Linked DNA regions of Mus musculus: region 1 is linked to region 2. Evidence: chromatin contacts called from public Hi-C data. All regions are on one chromosome and are shown on one strand. Each heading gives the region's core, a stretch centred on a gene start, on an enhancer-like site or on the middle of the called end of the contact. The rest is flanking DNA. Distances are from core to core; before and after follow the strand shown.

Evidence for each region. A called contact is a pair of places that touch in the nucleus more often than the background predicts.
Region 1: a Hi-C map of cortical neurons shows a contact between it and region 2, with 3 times the contacts expected there. The contact joins two enhancer-like sites. A contact is called at or near these places in 1 of 484 Hi-C or Micro-C datasets (cortical neurons) and 1 of 9 other capture datasets (adipose tissue).

What each region holds. Positions count from the first base shown.
Region 1 is chr10:69,153,950-69,158,148 of GRCm38.p6, forward strand. It overlaps a transcript of Rhobtb1 not described here. Among named protein-coding and RNA genes, the nearest start is that of Gm33263, 4.7 kb to the left of the region's middle. Within about 2 kb of position 1,647, at least 6 of the 459 cell types and tissues checked have an H3K27ac peak or open chromatin away from gene starts, as enhancers often do. A contact at or near this core is called in cortical neurons, where this site is marked.
Region 2 is chr10:68,667,803-68,671,751 of GRCm38.p6, forward strand. No RefSeq gene overlaps it. Among named protein-coding and RNA genes, the nearest start is that of Tmem26, 54 kb to the right of the region's middle. Within about 2 kb of position 2,404, at least 6 of the 459 cell types and tissues checked have an H3K27ac peak or open chromatin away from gene starts, as enhancers often do. A contact at or near this core is called in cortical neurons, where this site is marked.

The DNA of each region.
Region 1 (4,199 bases), core at 397-2,896, 490 kb after region 2:
AGGATGAAATACTTGCTTTCTCTAGAGAGTGTGATAAAATGACATGATTTCTTCGGAGGGATATTAAAAATGTATGCCTTCTTTCCCCCCCCCCAAAGTGCCAAGAAATTCAAATACAAATTCTACTACTTTTAGCTACTTTGACTGTGTTGACCAGTGTGTGTGTGTGTGTGTGTGTGTGTGTGTGTGTGTATGCACATGTGAGCATATGTGTGTATATATGTGCATGTATGTGTGTATGGAGTTGAGTGTGTGCATGTATACATCTGTGTATATGTGCTTGTTCCTGTATGCACATGTATGTGAGCATGTATGTATGTGTGTGCATGTATATGTGTGTGCACTTGAGTGTGTGCATGTATATGTCACTCTGTGTGCATGTATGTATGTGTACATGTGCATTCTTTTTCTTTTTTATTTTCAATGTTGTTTTCTGATTTTTACTCATATCTTATAAACTTGATTTTTGGAAACCATATCAAATCCTTAAGGTAAAATGTGTCAGGGTACAAACATAATAAGTACCTCATTAAAAAAAAAGGCTGAGATCAGTTGTGTCTATCAGTTTAATGTATCCTTGTCCCCAGCACTACACACACACACACACACACACACACACACACACACACACACACGTGGGGGTGGGGGGAAGAGAATGAAATGAGGACCTATGACCCAACAATACTCTGAGACAAACATGTCCAGAAGATTCCATCCTTCCAAATAGATAAGTTATAACCAGAGAAAAGACAGTGACAACCCAAAGCCACCTGATTGGTGGCAGCTGGCACTTGCCTTACGTGGTTATATTTTGCCAGTATTCAGTGTCTGCTTGGCTGGAGGGCCGATGACTGGAGGCCAGTTTAGTTCAATCTTAGCTCAGTGCCACGGCCCTTGTTTTAACCGGATCGTCTCTCCACTCCTCACCTCCCTGGATCCTCAGAACAATCCTACTGAGAGGACATGGGAGCAGGGATGGAACTCAGTTGGCACAGACTGGCCCAGCATGCACAAAGTCCTGAGTTGCATCCCCTGAACTGTATAAAACATGGCATGTTGCTGATGCTTGCCTGTAGTCCTGGCACTGGGGATATGGATGCATGGGAGCTGATATTCAAGGACATCCTCAACTATGTATCAAGGGTTGAGGCCAGCCCAGGCTACATGAATTAAAAGTAATAATAATAATTGAGGCCAGTCCAGGTTAAATGATTAAAACATAATAATAATACTAATAGTAATAAAGACCCCTAGAGGAGGGTTCACTCTAGCATCCTGCTTCCAAGGGCAGCCCTTTTCCCCTGCTCCCCTGAAAGAGGGGTAACTTTCTGCCCCTCTTACACTAATTCTTTGGGAGATTTCCAAATGGCATGTCCTGGCTGAGCAGTTCTTGTCCTGATGGAGAATCACCACTAGTGTATGGAGCTAATATTGTATCGGCAGTTTCTTCTCTTCACTATGTGTCTCCTGCTTCCACCTCCTTCCTAGGTTTTGCAACACAGAGGCATCTAGACGCGCGTCCTTCACCAGGCTGTCTTCAGTAATGAAAATGGAGTTGAAGCTTATTTTTCCCTTTTGCATGGTAAGTACTAATTTGTGTGACTAAATTAGCACTGCATTCTACAGTATATATATATTTTAAAAATGTAGAAACATTGCTTTACGTAAAGATGGCACACCATATGAATAGCAACCAGACTCATGTTAAGGGTGTTTGCATTTTCACAAAAAAAAAAAAAAATGAAATAAGAACACTCCATTTTTAAACATTACATCATGGGTTTTATAAATTGTAGTTGAACATGTTTCCTCTGATCTACAATTTGAGTCATCTTGACCTACATAGGAGTTGGGATCATGAAAATAACATGAGTCTTCCCTGCATATTTTATACACAAGTAGAGTTTTGTGCACAAAACTGACATGTGGTCCTTGAAACATCATGGCCACATACAAGGACGATTTAGAAATGGACAGATTGCTGTTCGGTAGCGCTCCTGTTCTTCCCAGATGCCTCTCTTGGAGTATCTACCCGTCTTGGCCCCAGCAACAGCTGTCTTCAACTCAAAAAATGCATGATCACTCTGCAAGTGGCTAGGCCAAAGGTCAGAGTGAACAGGAGACATCAGCTTTTGGAGAAAAGGGGCAATGTTGGTAGGTTTTTTTTCTTCTCCCCAGACCGACTCTGCCTTGCCTACCCACAAACGTATGTGTTAATTTCAGTCCGCAACATGTTTTATTTTTATTTCTATATTTAATGTTCTGATGCATATTTTACAGAAATGCCTTCTGTGTGTAGCTATGAATATTGTAAGCATTTCATTTATTCCAGGCTTGGGGAAGTACGCATACCTGAATGTATGTGAGGGCTGAATTACAGATAACTCTTAGACAAATGTGGCTTTTATTACCTTTAACTACACGGAGTAACTTCAACAAAACATTACAAAGTAGAAGTCCTTAGGGGAACCCTTAATAACAAACCATGAGAATATTCTGGTATTAGCATATAGATTGGATGTATGGAAGAGCTCGGAAAGGGTCCCTGAAAAAAAAAAATGGTTTATTCTGTGTCTAAAAATTGTACATAAGGCTGAAAAGACATGTTTAAAGCACCATATCTTATCTGCCCATAAATACAGCGTTTGCAAAGCAAAGGTAAACATAAGCCCAGTCTGTGAACAAGTTATTAAAAGGTTTTAAATGTGCTAGGGCCCCATAGTCACCATGTGTCACCATGTGTGCATACCTAACTTAAAGCGTAGGTGAGTGAGTGTTTGCCCCTACATCTCAGACTGGGGGGAAGGGGAACTTGCGCTAATAAGTCAGGATCCTATTTACACTGTTAATTCCCTACGCAATTGCTTATTTAAAGAAGTTCCGTCCTTGGGGTTTCCATTAATTAAATCTATTTGCAGTGTATGCAGCAGGCATTTCAACTTTTCCAGTCCTGTTTTTCATAAGCCTGATTCAAATAGGTCTGTGTCATAATGCCTCTTATTAAGGCATTGGCCTTTGCTTTTTTTAAGGGAGTTTCAGAACAGCTATGTACATAAAAATGGCTAATTCAAATGCCCCTGTATTTTAGAAAAGTCAACCTATTAAATGTGAAATATTCTCTTTGTGATGGTAAGTATACTTCTGCTGAACATGTGTCTGACTTCTAATGTTTCAGTAAGTTCTATTTATTCTGGGTTTCTTTTTTTTCCTTCTGCTTTGACTTTGCAAGCCTATTTTTAACTGTCACTGTGCCCTTAGGATTTTAGGCAAGCTTTTCAGGGTGCATATATTTGAAATAGAGTTTGATGAATTCTTTGCAAATTTCACACATACTTACAATGTATTTCAATCATATCCAACCTCCCCTTCCCATAACACCCTCCCTTCCCAACCTCATGGACTCTTTTTTTTTTTTAATAGGTTCATAGGTAGAGGAAAAGAGACCTGGAGAGGAAGAGAGAGGGGAAGGGAGGAACACAGAGGCATAGCAAATAGGGGCTTCAAACAAAAACTAAGGAAGTCCACAGTACAAGAATGGGTGTATTTAGACCCCAGCCTCAACCTTCTTTAAAAATAAAATGAAAGATAACCCACTGAGTCCAACTTGTACTGCCCATAAATGCCTGGGCACGGAGCCATCCATCAGAGTGTGGTTGGCCTACTCAGTGCCACACCCTTAAAGAAAACTGACTCTCCCTCCCCCCAGAAGCCATCAACTCTCTCCATCAGGAGCGGGGGGTGGAGCTCATGAGCTCTTCCCAGCCCCTTGCTGACTGGCTTGATGGTGTGCAGGTAGCCACACCTTCTGTGAGCTCATAGATCACAGCTGTCTTGTTGTAACAGGACCCCAGGCCATAGCACAACCAACTCCATGATGGAAGTCCCCTTCAGGCTGTAAAACTTAGCAGGTAGACAGCACCTCCTGCCAAAGGGGAAGCAAAGGGCTAATCCATCAAAGTCCATAACTCTGAGAAAGTCTCTCAACGTACTAACTTTGCTGTTTGGCTTCTGTAGTTCTACTTCTTGTTAACTGAAGTATGTCAACCCAGAACATGGTTTTGTGCTTAAAAGCTCACCCTGGGAAAGACTCCGTGATACACTGGGGTCCGAAACACCTAGTATAGTCTCCCAGCTAATAAGGACTTTCTATTGGTGTGAACTCATGCCTTAGCAGTCTCCTCTGGGGACCGCACCACAAC
Region 2 (3,949 bases), core at 1,154-3,653:
CTATGCCAAGGTAGTTATATTTTAGATCAGACCCTTCCTGGGGATTGAATAGTAACGAAGACACACATCCTAAGAGTCAGCCACGTTTAATCCTCTTTCTCCACTGGACTGGATTAACAATCCTCAATTTTTCAATGTGCATTCAAGGGAACTTTCAGGCCAGTTTAACTGAGGAAGGAAGACCAACCATGAACGTAAGCCACATCATCCCATGGGATGGGTAAACTTAGAAGAACACCATCCTTCATCTCTCTGCTTCCCACCTGAGGATGCCATGTGGCCAGTGCCATCTTACAACTCTTAAGCCAAAAGATGCTTTTATTTCCTTCAGTTGTGTCTTATAATCTTATTATAATTATGAAAACAGTCAATAATACAGATCTCAATACAAGTTTAGGAAACACTTGTGAACCATGAGTGGTCCCACAGTTATCATTTAAGATACATCTTAGAAGAATTCTTTCTTTCTTTCTTTCTTTCTTTCTTTCTTTCTTTCTTTCTTTCTTTCTTTCCTTCAGAAAGTCAGAGTTGGATCCTCTTTGGGCTACTTTTAATCAAATTTGGAATTTGTAAAGTTTGACTGGATAGGTCATCTCCTCACTGGAAGCCTCCACACTTCTTGCTAATTTAGCCCCATGTCCTCTAGCTTTCTGAACTATAAAACACCACTGAAGTGGTTCTTACATCTGAAACACTTTCTATCTAATAGTCATAGAGCTTTGTCTAGGGCTGGCTAAGATAAATAGCTGTAGCAATTTCAAGGTACTTAAAGTCACATTTCTTGATAATCTCGGAATTTTCAGGGACCATTAGAGATCCCTGTGTGAATCTTCGAATAATGAAAAGTACATTTTAGCAGAGATTTTTTTTTTTTTAGGTACTCTGTTCTTGCTGCATTGATTTAGAAACACATTTCTAAATCAATTTTTTTTCTGAGATTTTTAACTTGTAATAAAATGAGTCTTGGCTGAAGTGCCCTTTACAATCTAAACGCTTGGGCTTGAGAACCACGGGCCAAATTGAGAATTAATTAACATTTCGAGGCCGTGGTGCTATATGGCTTAATCCTAAATTGTACTTCAAATGAGGATTGATTTCCTCACTATAGCAAAAACAACTGTTCCCTCTACTCATGCCCTTTAAAATATAAAATATATGGCTAGTGTGTATTTAGAGAATGAGATTAAATAATGTGACCATTAAATGTTTTTAATGGAGCCATAATCATATCCCATTATGGAATCCGTGTTCACTAAGTCATCTTTCCTACCTCAAGAAAACATTTATTATAGAATGAGAAAGATGGAAAGCCATCCAATATGGAGTGCATTAGGATAATTTATGTATTCATACATCGCATAGTAGACATTTATTTCTCAAAATTCTTAAAGCGCAGGTAATAATGGAACCAGTCAGCAATTTGCCATTTGCAATTAGTCACCCTCTTCATATTCAAAATATTCAATTTTTCCTGCTATTGGAGGGAGTAATGATTAATTGATAAAAGTTTAACAAATGCAGTAATGGCAGGTGTTCCAAATTACAAAGTCTTCCAAATGATTCTCCCCAAAACTACTTTATGCTAATTTGTACAACGTTAGTCATAACACTTTATGATTTTACTTTTAAAATGGCTTCTCTTTCAGTCACCCTAATTTAATTAAGAATTTTAACTAGTTCCGTGTATCAAGAACACCAATGAATTTTAAATTTTCTGAGTTTGATTACCATAAGAGATTAACAAGAAGTCTCATAAAAATGCACGGCTGCCAATTAGAAGCATCAACGCTGCGTAAATTAGAATTTGTTAATTGGTTTAGCAAATGTAAATTCAATTTTTTGAAATTTTATGAACTGAAAAATTGATTATATTTTTGTGAGCCTCCAGAAGTATGTTATTAATGCTGATATTTGCTACGGCAGTTCCTGAGATATTGCTTGTATTTTAGACACAAATTCTGTTTCATTTATTTCAAACAGATAGGACTATAGGCTTCATTTTTCATCCCCACAGGTTACCCCTCACAACTGCCACAGTATTAAGCGGATACTGAAACATACATTTTTCTCTCATCTGTCTTCCTCCTCAGCAAGACAGATAAAATGGGCAATTTAGGTACAGTTTGCTTTGTGTTTTCAGTATTAAAGTACATACAATTAATTTCATTTTCTTAAACACCGTGTTTATGAAAAAATTTATAGATGCCTTTAAAAAGATGTGTATGGAAATAGCATTCAGGTATGCAGATTAACATTGCCTGCCTCTGAGAAAAAGACCTAGCTATCTTGTGTGTTATAATTATAAGGAGGAAAAAAATCTATATTTTAGTATGCACTGTGGAATGGGCAGGGCTGTTAGCAATGGAAAATCAGAATCTATTCTTAGCCAAGTCTGCAAGCAGTCTGGTCACGATCCGTCCGTCACTTGCTTCCATGCTGGGCTGCTATCAGGAAACTGAGGGCAGAATTTAGGACAGGCTGGACATGTTCTCATGGTTAAATCTTCATCATATGAGAGGGAGGGAAGGTGGTGGCAGGGGTGGAGGGCCACAGCCCTGGATGGCTTGGAGAACCCATCACTTTAAATTTGCTAGATAATTTGACTCATTTGAGAATAGTCATGAACACGCTCCCTTCGCTCCTGAACCTCTCCAGCTCCCCTGAGAGCTGTTTTTAAATCTCAGTGCAGTGCAATCTCCCCCAAAGGCTCTAAGTTCAGCAGATGTACTTCGTTGCCCAAAATCAATGGATACACCGGCTGTCCAAAATTAGGGTAATTCAATTACTGTAGCCATGATTAGCTTCCCAAAGGGACAGCATGGGGTGAGGCGGAGGGTGAAGGAAGCTCAAACTTTCTTTGTTCATCAGTAGGGGTGGGGAGGGCTTAACGTTTAAAAAGAATATGCTTCCTGAAGTTGGGTCTGCATCTCCTCAGCTCTAAGCAGGACCAGAGCCCAGATAACCACACTTGGGAACTAGATTGTGATAGGGAGGTCTGGGAAGGCTGTGACACACACCCAGGCTTTAAAGTGCTGTCACCAGAAGCCTGCATCACTGTAGGGAGCAAACTACCATCTGCTTATAGGCTGATTTTTTAAAACCCCAATCTTTCTTCCTTTCTGGATACTTTCCTCCAACATGATCTACATGTAATGCTAGTTTAAAGCAAAAAAATAAAAACGTGGGAACCTCAATTCCCCAAAGTAATAAAAATTGTGTTTAGTACATTTGGATCTTAGTGGAATATTATACAGTTACTAAGGTAAGATAGGTCATAAAATATGTGAAAATATACTCACAATATTTAATTCAACCACTAAATATTGTTGTATGTTTCTTAACTCTCAGGCTTTGAATAAGACCCTTTATCAGCCAGACACTTGACACTTAGTTAAAAACTATATAAATATTAAAAATAATTTGAGGATCAATAGTTGCCATGAGGAAGCATAAAGCAGATGAAGGGGTCAGTGTGGGGTGTGGAGGACATTTCAACACACACCTCTAGGGGACATTAGTGTCCCTCATGGCTCTGGAAATAAAACCTCACCTTGTCCTGGTCATGACAAGAGCATTCCCAGAGCAGGAAATCAGCCTGGCTGTTCTGAGTTTTGAATGAGAACACCAGATATGAAGGCAGGAAGTGGTGGGCTAGGTAGTAAGCAGAATTGCTGGGGAGAATGGAGGAGTGCCCTGCTCATGAAGGAAGCCAAGACAGTATCATGCTCGCCTATCCCACTTCTGAAGGCTGGAGTCAAGATGGGCTGAGTCCTGCACCCCTAGTTCTCCCCGATGTAAGAAAGAATCCCATCACGATGGACTGCATGTTTAATAACCAGAGATGCCCAACACCTTGCATCATATCTGACAGAGTGTAGACCAGAGAGCTGCACCATAAATATGTCTAATATAACTAAGCACCATATGGACCAGAATGATGTATCTGTGA